Linked DNA regions of Pan troglodytes: region 2 is linked to region 1. The links are chromatin contacts, called in public Hi-C maps. All regions are on one chromosome and are shown on one strand. The core of a region is the stretch at or near the end of the contact, and the rest is flanking DNA. Distances in the headings are between cores, read along the strand shown. Region 1 overlaps CHRDL2 (chordin like 2). Region 2 holds the start of CHRDL2 (chordin like 2).

Evidence for each region. A called contact is a pair of places that touch in the nucleus more often than the background predicts.
Region 2: a contact with region 1 is called in a Hi-C map of induced pluripotent stem cells, with 1.5 times the contacts expected there. The contact joins the promoter of CHRDL2 here to the enhancer-like site in region 1. A contact is called at or near these places in 2 of 7 Hi-C or Micro-C datasets (induced pluripotent stem cells and stem cell-derived neural progenitor cells).

Annotation. Positions count from the first base shown.
Region 1 is chr9:76,731,210-76,735,967 of NHGRI_mPanTro3-v2.0_pri, forward strand. CHRDL2 (chordin like 2) reads right to left here. Exons shown (of 11, transcript XM_009423759.4): 10 at 3,546-3,638; 11 at 2,767-2,926. The coding sequence ends at 2,847. Among named protein-coding and RNA genes, the nearest start is that of CHRDL2, 35 kb to the right of the region's middle. Within about 2 kb of position 3,477, at least 3 of the 24 cell types and tissues checked have an H3K27ac peak or open chromatin away from gene starts, as enhancers often do. A contact at or near this core is called in induced pluripotent stem cells, where this site is marked.
Region 2 is chr9:76,767,741-76,772,779 of NHGRI_mPanTro3-v2.0_pri, forward strand. CHRDL2 (chordin like 2) reads right to left here and starts at 1,256. Exons shown (of 11, transcript XM_009423759.4): 1 at 634-1,256. The coding sequence starts at 715.

The DNA.
Region 1 (4,758 bases), core at 2,227-4,726:
CCTCACATGGATCCCATAACAGCCACCTCCTACCTGGCCTCAGCCTCACTCTGCCAGGCCATTCTTCACCTGGCCAGTAGAACCAGTGTTCTCAACCACAAATCTGACCAAAGTATTGAAACTCTCCTGGGGCTACCTGCTAGCCTTCAGGATGCAGTCAGAGCTCTTCAGCTAGCTGTGCAGCCTCACCTCCCTTTGCTCGTTGCCTCAAATTATCATCCAGTGACAGTGAGCTATTTGTGGTTCTGCCGTAACTTGCTACTTTTCACCGTCTACCAAGTGTTCTCTTCCTGTACCGTCACCCACCCTCCTCTCTCTCTCCCCTCTTTTTTTTTCTACCTCCTGCTCACCTTCCGAGCCTGCTTGAGTGTCGTCAGTCTGGGTTGGGGCTGTGCCCCCTTGGTCCCTGCCCTTAGCACTGGCAACACTGAGGGGCTCGGATGCTGCTCCCTCCTCTATCTCCTCCTCCAGACTTGAGGCTCTAAAAGCACAGGAAGGGCAATTAGCTCCCTGCACTGTGTTGGTGCTCGAGCATAAAGCCCACCCGAGAGCAGCGCCGAAGCTGTTTTATGAATGAATCCATGAAAGAGAAGACAACATGGCAGAGCTGCCTGCAGACTCACATAGCGAGCCCGTGTTTACACACACAGAAAGGTCTGGACCAAAGTCAGGAGAGGGCAGTGTGCTGAATGTGTCCCCCTGGTGGAAAAGCGAACCTCAGAGGCATCCCATAAGCCCATCAGAGAAACCAGGAAGGCAATTTGGCCTGCAGCATCAGGAAACGTGTACAGCGAAGTCCACTCCTGTCCGGAGACCCTGGAACTGCCTCTGATGACAGAGCCCTGTTTCCAAACCCCATTTTCCAGGAAAGGAGCCACGGTACAGGGCACAGATGTGTCAGGGAAAGTATCACTGAAGACATCTGAGATAGGCTGAAGGATGACCAGAGTTTATCCTGTGAATGGTTAAGCTTTCAGATTCCTGCACTTTAAATGAGGCAAGCTCAGAACCCATCCCTGGAGCTCCAAGTGAACCCTCTGTGTGAGCAAGCCAGGCCAAAATTGTGAGTCGTCTTGAGGAGGGACAGGTAGAGGCTGTGAGGGGAGAAGGTGAATGTCTTCTGACTCAGGGGATGTTGGGAGGTTCCAGCCTCAAACCCCAAACTTTCAAATCCAGACCCCTGGGAGCTGGCAGAGGAGTTAGGGGAGGGAGACACTCATCCCTGCTCAATAAGGGTGGCATCAGATTTCCCAAACCTTAGCAGACTTCCCAAACCTTAGTAACCCTAGGTTCAAGATTAGGGCTATGGAGGCTGGGCTTAGTGGCTCGTGCCTGTAATCTCACCACTTTGGGAGGCTGAGGCAGGAGGATTGCTTGAGCCCATTAGTTCTAGACCAGCCTGGGCAATATAGCAAGACCCCGTCTCTTAAAAAAAAAAAAAACAAAAAAGGCCAAGGCTGTGGAGACAATGGCCAGAGCCCTCTGAGTGGCTGCACAAGTCCAGTCAACAGACTACTGTCCACCATTTCTCTGGAGCTTTGATCAGGCTTGGGTGGGGAGGGGATGGAGGAGCCGTGGTTGTGAGAGGGTTGAGACTAGCTGTCCTGAGGAGAGAACCCCGCCTGGGGCCGGGAGCCTGAGTTCTAGCCCTGGCTTCAGCACACCACTGTGAGGCTTTGGGGAAGACGTGGTGGTCCTGAGCCCATCTCCTCCTCTAAAATGTGGGTAGTGCCTACACCTTTCACCTTAAGTGAAATCATTGACATTAAAACATCTTTGAAATTATAAGGATTTGTACATGTGGGCAGGGTAAATAATTGATGGTGTCTTTATTTTATTATTATTATTATTATTATTATTATTATTTGAGATGGAGTCTTACTCTGTCACCCAGGCTGGAGTGCAGTGGCACAATCTCGGCTCACTGCAACCTCTGCCTCCTGGGTTCAAGCAATCCTCGTGCCTCAACTTCCCGAGTAGCTGGAATTACAGGTGTGTACCACCATGCCTGGCTAATTTTTTGTATTTTTAGTAGAAATGGGGTTTCACTATGTTGGCCAGGCTGGTCTCGAACTCCTGGCCTCAGACGATCCACCCGCCTCGGCCTCCCAAAGTGCTGGGATTGTCGGCGTGAGCCACCGTGCCTGGCCCTAATGGTGTCTTTTATTGCTAACTGTTGGGCCTTCTCAGAGCATGGTGCCAGGTTAGCAATCTGACCGCCCAGTCTTGGAAATCCTCTGAGGTGAGGCTATCTGGGCTCGTGACACTGGCCACACTGTGGAACTGGGGAAGGAGTGCTAGCCTGGAGCGAGAGATCTGGCTTCCAACTCCAGATCTGCTACTAAGCAGCTCTGCGGCTTTGGGCAAATGACTGCCTGCTGCTCCTCCCTAACTGGGTTTCCTCATTGTAGGGTGTGAAGATAGTGGTGAGGATCCCAGGAATATTTGCTGGGAAAGTGCTTTAAGGCTCCATTAACGCCCTCCCCTGGCTAATTAGAGTCATTCCTCTTTCTGAGGCTCAGTGTCAAAGAGCTGTGGGAGGGGGGCTGCCCGGAAGAGCAGGAGGTGCTGCAGTGGGGGGCCTGGGTGAGGAGGCTGGGGGAGCTAGCCCTGGCTCTGGTGACAACTCACTGTGAGGACTGGGACCATTCTCTATCCCTTCTGGATCTTGGTTTCCACCCCTGTAAAATGGGGATAACCAGGTCTGCCTTGTGGAGTTGCTAGGAGAGCATGCAGGAGACTGGATATGAACCCAGAAGGCAGGGCTGAGGGTAATGCAACTTCTTATTTATTAATATATAATAACAACAATTATACAGCTCATATCTGCAACTGTTAGGTCTTTGTTATAATGTCTTGGTCACTTTGTCTGGACTGGCCGTGACCTTCAGCTCCGGGGTCTGGGCTAGGAAGACGTTCCAGTGACCTGCATGGAGGAGGGCAGAAGAGGGAAGAGGCGTATGTGTCTGCACGTGCACAACAGAGGCAGCAGCTGGGGGTTGGAAAAGCCTTGGGCCAGGAGGAACTGCAAGGGCCAGGGTTTGGAGCCCACAGGGAGCCTGGAGGCGAGTGTGCCATCACACTGGGTGTGATGGGGCACATGACCCAGCTTTCAAACAACCTTGGGGGACAGAACTGGTTTCCTGACACCTGTTGGTAATACTCCCCTCTGTGACCTCCCCTCCCCGACCCGAAACCCCACCTGGGTCCATCTTCCTAAAAGTAAGGTATAGAAGGAAAGTGGAAACGTTCCAGTAGAGAGGGAGTGGGCAGTACCCAGGTTTGGGGGCTCAGACCTCCCCTCTCCACAGCCCTTTCTCCCTCCACCCCCAGAACCAAATCCAGCCAGCTCTGCTTCACCTTCCCGCTCTGGAGTTAGGAAATCTCTGGCGCAGACACCCACTGGATTCCTGTGCTGGGAACTGACGTCTGTGGCTGACAGCCCCTCCTCCCGGCACCAGCAGCCTGGGAACTCCCCGAAAGGCTCTGGCCTGTGTCCTTGCCTTCTTCCCGCCCCGGCCCCATTCCTCAGCCCAAGCTCCTACCTTCGTGGGGGCCAGCGAGCAGTCGGAAGTGCTGTGCCTCTTTCTGGAAGTCTTGCTTCCTGACTTTCTTGATCTGAGTCAAGTGGAAGATTCCTGAGGGCAGAGACAAGGATGTGAGCAGGCAAGGCAAAAACTTACAGTCGGTGAAAAGTGAAACAGGGTGACTTAGCACAGAACGGACCCAATCACTCCCTCCCCCACCCCATTCTGATCAGACACAAAATCCTGCTGATGACATTTCCTCAATATTTTGAATCCATTCTCCTATCTCTCTGCCACTATCCTCACTCAGGCCCCTGTTGTCTTGTCTGGGTCACTACACTAGAGTCCTAACCCCTTTCACTCCCCCTCTAATCTGCAATCCTAGCTGTGGTCATTAGAACATGTATACGTCACCCTGTCATTCCCCTTCCCTGACGTCCTGTCACCTCCACAGTGAAGCCTGTTTTCTTCTGTCTGTTCTCTTTGCTGATCCTGCTCCTGTCACCTGCACCATCCTGCTCTCACAACACCCACCTGTCCCCAGTGCAGGGAGGGAGGGAAGTGGAAGGCAGGAGGGAGAGGAGGAAGAAAGGAAAGAGAAGGAGGGAAAAAGGAAAGGAGGGCAGGAAGGGAGGAAGGAAGGTTGGCTGGCTCATGTGAACTGGTCACGCTTTTCTCAGGGCATAGAACATATGATAAAAATCAATAGGCGTGTTTATTCAGATACCAAAGAACTAGCAAGTGGCAGAGTTACAGTGGCTTGCCTGTGCCCTAGCCCTAACCAAGTACTTGACGTCCCCTGAGGAGGCCAAGCCTTTTCAAATGCCGTTCCCTCTGCTGGAATACCTTCTACTATTGCCTTCTATTTCTACTTTTTTTTCTTTTTTTTTTTTTGACGGAGTTTCACTCTTGTTGCCCAGGCTGAAGTACAATGGTATGATCTCGGCTCACTGCAACTTCTGCCTCCCAGGTTCAAGCGATTCTCCTGCCTCAGCCTCCTGAGTAGCTTGGATTACAGGTGCCCGCCACCACGCCTGGCTAATTTTTTTTTTTTGTGTGTGTATTTTTAGTAGAGACTGGGTTTTAGCATGTTAGCCATGCTGGTCTTGAACTCCTGACCTCAAATGATCCACCTGCCTTGGCCTCCCAAAGCACAAGCTGGGATTACAGGCGTGAGCCACTGCACCTGGCCACGACTTCTACTATTAGCACCAAATGAACTCCTACCTGT
Region 2 (5,039 bases), core at 6-2,505, 34 kb after region 1:
TGCCGCCTCCCAGAGTCTCACGCTGCAAATTCAGGGTTCCTTCTAGACAATGTGAGGCAGGGAATAAAGCATGGGATCTGGAACTAGAGTTCTGGCTTTGGATGGCTTACCCGCTCTGTAAGTTTTAGCAAGTTCCTCCTTGCTCAGCCTAAGTTTTCTCATCTGTAAAGTGCGAATGATAATACCCACCTCACTGGAGAGTTGCGAGGATCAAAAGAGAGAAAAGAATGGGAAGGTTATCCTAATTACCTCTCATTTCTGTCCAATGGCTCTTTCCAAAGGCAAAAAGCCTTTTCTTCTCCATCACACTCCTTACCTGTAGCCAGACATACCCGACTCCCTCCTAGGAACAGTAAGTCCTCCCCCAACCCAAAACACAGTGCCCTGCCCTCTCCCCCGCTGCCCTTGGTGCCCCTCCTCAGGTCCCTGGCAGCAGCCCTCTCTCAGTTCTGAGTCGTGCCGAGTTCCTCCGGTCCCCTGGCCCATACTGGTCCTCACGGAGTCTCCACCCCTCCGGCACAGGTGCTGCCTGGACGGCTGTCAGAAGAGCTTGGGGTCCAGGTCCTGGCGCTGTCCCGCACATTCCAGGGGCCTCATCCCTCCTCTGCCCACCCAGCCTCCCGGTCTACTTACGGGCTCGAGCGTGGGAGTCCAGGGGGAACCAGAGCAGCGCGAGTCCCAGCAAGGAGGAGAGGACCCTCACCTCGGGAACCATCCTTTCCCCAGGGTCAGGCCGCTGGTCCGGGAGCGGAGTCGGGAGGAAGGGAGACGAAAAGGACACGGAGGCACAGGGGCCACAGATCAACCCACAGACCCCAGGAGGTCTGCTGCTAGAGCGGGGTCGGAGAAGGGCCAGGAAGCAGCGGTGGGCAGGAAAGGAGGGCAGGAAGGGAGGTCTAAGGTGGGAAGAAGAGAAAGGTGGAAAGAGAACGCGGGGAAAGGAGGGAGAGATGGAGAGACGAAGGAAGGTCCAGCAGAAGGGAGAGGCGATCAAAGAAAGGGGGAAGGTGAGAGGGAGAGGAGGAGAAAGCAGGGAGAGGACCGGCGTCTGCCGAGCGCGCAGCGCCGGGCGAGGCGCGCGGGACCAGCGGGTGTTGCGGGCGCGCGGGCTAGAGGCGGCCGGCGCCCCCTGCTCGGTGGGCTCGGGGTCGGGCCGCGGGGGCCTGGAGCCCGGCGGGGCGGCGGTCCCAGCAGCGGCGGCGGCGCGGCGGCCGCGGAGGGAGGCTGAGCGCGGGCCGGCTGTGCTCGCCAAGGGCTCCAGGCGCCGCGCTCGGGCGCATTTGTACTTTGCCGCGGGAAGCAGGCAGCCCGGCCTGGCGCTGGCCTAGCGCTGGCGCCTCCTCTGGGGCACCGCGGGCTCGGTGGATTGGCCACCCGAGAAACAGGCCCACTTTTTCCCCTCCTCTCTTGTGCGGGTCTCCGGGACGGACGCTCCAGGCGCGGCGCCGAGTGGAGGCGAGGGGGCTGCGGAGGGGGAAGGGGCCACGCGGGCCACGGGGTTTAACCCCTGACTCCCCGCGACGCCAAGAATGCAGGAGGGCAGAGTTGAGGGAGACCTCAGGTGGAACTTTCAGGTGGGGAAGGCTGAGCTGTCGGGGCTGCGGGTACCGGGAAGGCTCAGGGTAAGGCGCTCGGCGGTGCGTGCCCGGAACTCGGCAGATGGATGGAATCAGAACACTGGCGTTCTTAATTCAGTTTGTGGTCTACAGCACGCCACCAGAGAGTCTGTTTTCCCAGCTTTAAAATGGGCATTTTAAGATCTTAAAATATCTCTACTATCTTCCCACGAGTGTTGCTAAGATGAAATAAGGTAATGAACGTCGAAGCACTCACCCCACAAAGAGAAGGGGCCCTAATTCCAGGTGCCTACAATACCAGTGGCCCCTGTCCCCACTCCGTCTGCCCATGCGCCATTCTCAGGAAAGTCAGCCCATAGGGATCCTGTGCCTTCCCCTGGAGGTCTTCCTCTGCTCCCCCCTCCCACTCCCGAATCAAGGCAAGATCTCTCCTTTGCCTTTGCAGGTGAGGCCTGCACTTCTCTGGGAGTGATGGTCACCTTCAGTCATCTTTAGGGAGAGCTGATTGTCAAAGAGTTTTCTTTCCCACCAGAAGGGGAGCTCCCTGAGGACAGGGCCCTGACACCCTCCAGCCCTCAAATGGTGCTCCATCTCTTGTGTTGAATGAACACATGCACTAATAGGACACTAAGAAGAGAATAGCCAGCTCTGGCCAGACCAGCAACACACAAGCTCTGAAATCAAAAGGGCAGTCACTGTCCTGGCTCCATCCGTAACTTGTTGGGCCACTTTGAGTAAATACATCTATCCTTGCTTTGGACCTCAACTTTCTGCCCAGCTTCTCTTGAAGAGCTAATGGAGACTCCAAAGAGTGCCAGAGGAGTATGAGGTGGGAAGGGATGTTGAGCCATATCCCACTCTGGTAGGGAATCATATTTCCGGGTTTAAACACTTGGCTGGCTGGCTGTAAAGGTATCTTTCTGGGCCAAGGCTGGGCTCCCCATTGCACTGTGCTTTCAGGGTATTACCCCCAAGATCTCCACCCTCCAAAAGAGAGCAGTAGGAGGAACCAGTGATCCCCAAACCAGCCCTTCCTAGGGCTCTCAGGATCAGGGACAAACATGATCTGTCCAGTACCCTTCAGGCTTAACTTCTACTCTAATCTGGCCAGTCTCTTCCTTTCCCCTGAGTATTCTTTATTTTAACAGATAGTGCAAGCTTATGCATGTCACCATGCTTCCCTTTTTGCCTTTGCTTCCAGGGATCTCAGAGTTAAATCCTGTGCTGCTTAATTGCATAAACAATCTCATCCCAAGGGTTTGGGACAGTGATCTTTTCCTTTCTCTATCTTTGTTTAAAATGTGCTGTGCACATATATTCATGTCTTAGATGTAAGAAGTGGATTAAGATGGGTTCCCCTACATCCTGCCCATCATACTTCAAAAAAGGCCTCCACCATCTCAGCCCTCCTGTCCATCTCTATTATCCCCAGAGTTGAGGCCATCTTCATTCCTTTTTTTTTTTTTTGAGATGGAGTTTTGCTCTTGTCGCCCAGACTGGAGTGCAGTGGCGTGATCTTGGCTCACTGCAACCTCTGCCTCTGGGTTCAAGCGATTCTTCTGCCTCAGCCTCCCAAGTGGCTGGGATTACAGGCATGCACCACCTATAATTTTTGTATTTTTAGTAGAGATGGGGTTTCGCCATGTTGGCCAAGCTGGTCTTGAACTCCTGACCTCAGCTGATCCACTCACCTCAGCCTCCCAAAGTGCTGGGATTACAAGCATGAGCCACCGCACCCGGCCATCTTCATTCCTTACTTGAACTTTCCCAACAGCCTCTTAACAGGTCTCCTCCCCCTAATCTGGATCTCTCCTATCTATTTTCCTCACACCTGCCTTGAGAACTATGCTGATCATTTCTACTGACAAATCTGATCACATCACTTTCCCACATAAAACCTATTATTCACTTCCTATCATTTATAGGTTAAAATCTAAAATTTTCAGCACTGAATTGAACACCAAGCATATTTTAGTTCCAGTCTACCATTGCCACCTACCCTACACTTTGGCCAACCGCTCACCTCCCCAAACTGACCATGTGTCGTCGCACCTCCATATCCTCACACATGTTTTCCTTCTGCCTGGACTCTCTCTTCCTCCATCTAGTGAATCCCATTTAACTTTCCAAAGGTCAGTTGAGTCACCTCCACTCCAAGGTCTTCCCTGAGACCCCCAGGCAAAGTCAATGTTTAGTCTTTGTGTTTCCCATAGCACTTTGAATTGTAGCTGTTGGAGTGTAAGTATTTATTTGCATTTTTACCCTGCACTGTGAGTGCAGGTGCCTTTTGAAATTTATATCTGTAATTCGAGCATTTAGCAAAGTCCTTGACACACAGATACTGAATAAATAATTGCTACATGAGTGAGTGAAGACCTCAGTGATTGGAAAAGCCTTCAGCCCACTATTGGCCTCAGCTTTAGTCAATGATTGACATAAGAAACAAACACTTGAAAGTTTCTGTGTCAGGCCGGGCCCAGTGGCTCACACCTGTAATCCCAGCACTTTGGGAGGCTGAGGTGGGAAGATTGCTTGAGCCTAGGAGTTTAAGACCAGCCTGGGCGACAAAGTGAGACCCCCCCCAACTTCATCTCTACAAAAAGTAAAAAAGATAGCTGGGCATAGTGGCACGCACCTGTAGTCCTAGCTACTCTGAAGGCTGAGGCAGGAGGATCGCTTGAGCCCAGGAGGTTGAGGCTGCAGTGAGCCGTGTTTGCACCACTGCACTCCAGAGCAAGACTCTGTCTCAAAAAGAAAAAAAGAAAGAAAGAAAGTCTTTGTGTCTTCTGTAGAATTACTATTGAAGAGAGTTGTCTATACATTATTTAATATCCTTTTAAAAAGGAGACTGAATAAATTCTTCCAAAATCTAGTCAGGAAAAAAAAATGCATCTCCCCCTAGCAATTTGTTGCACCAAGAGTTTATCTGGCATCTGCTTGCTTCCTTCATAGCGAACTTGCTCATTGCCTGCCAAGGCAGCCCATTCCACTGTTGGACAGCTCTGTTAGAAAGTTCTTTATATTAAACTGAAATCTGATTCTCTGTGACTGCCTGTGTTGCCCCTCACTCTGTCCCCAGGGTTATACAGAACAAGCCAAGTCCTTTTGTCTTTTGAGAGCTCTCTAGAGATTTGGGGCAGAGAACCCCTCTTCCATACCTTCACCTTTACCAGTCTGGGTCCCGGGACCCCTCATGCCACATTAAACATTGTCTTCAAATGTGCCAAGCTCTTGGGCCTCCATGCCTCTGCAAACACTGTTTCTTCGCCCTGGAATGCCCTCTCTGTACTCACTTTGATTTGTCTGGCAAGCTTACTTATTTTTCAAGGGTTAAGGTAATTGCTAACTCCTTCACTCATGCAACAATTATTGAGTGCAAATTCTGGGCCAGACATAGTGCTAGGTGCTAGGGACACAGTGGAGAACAAGACAGACACCGACACTTGTATTCTAGGTGCTCTG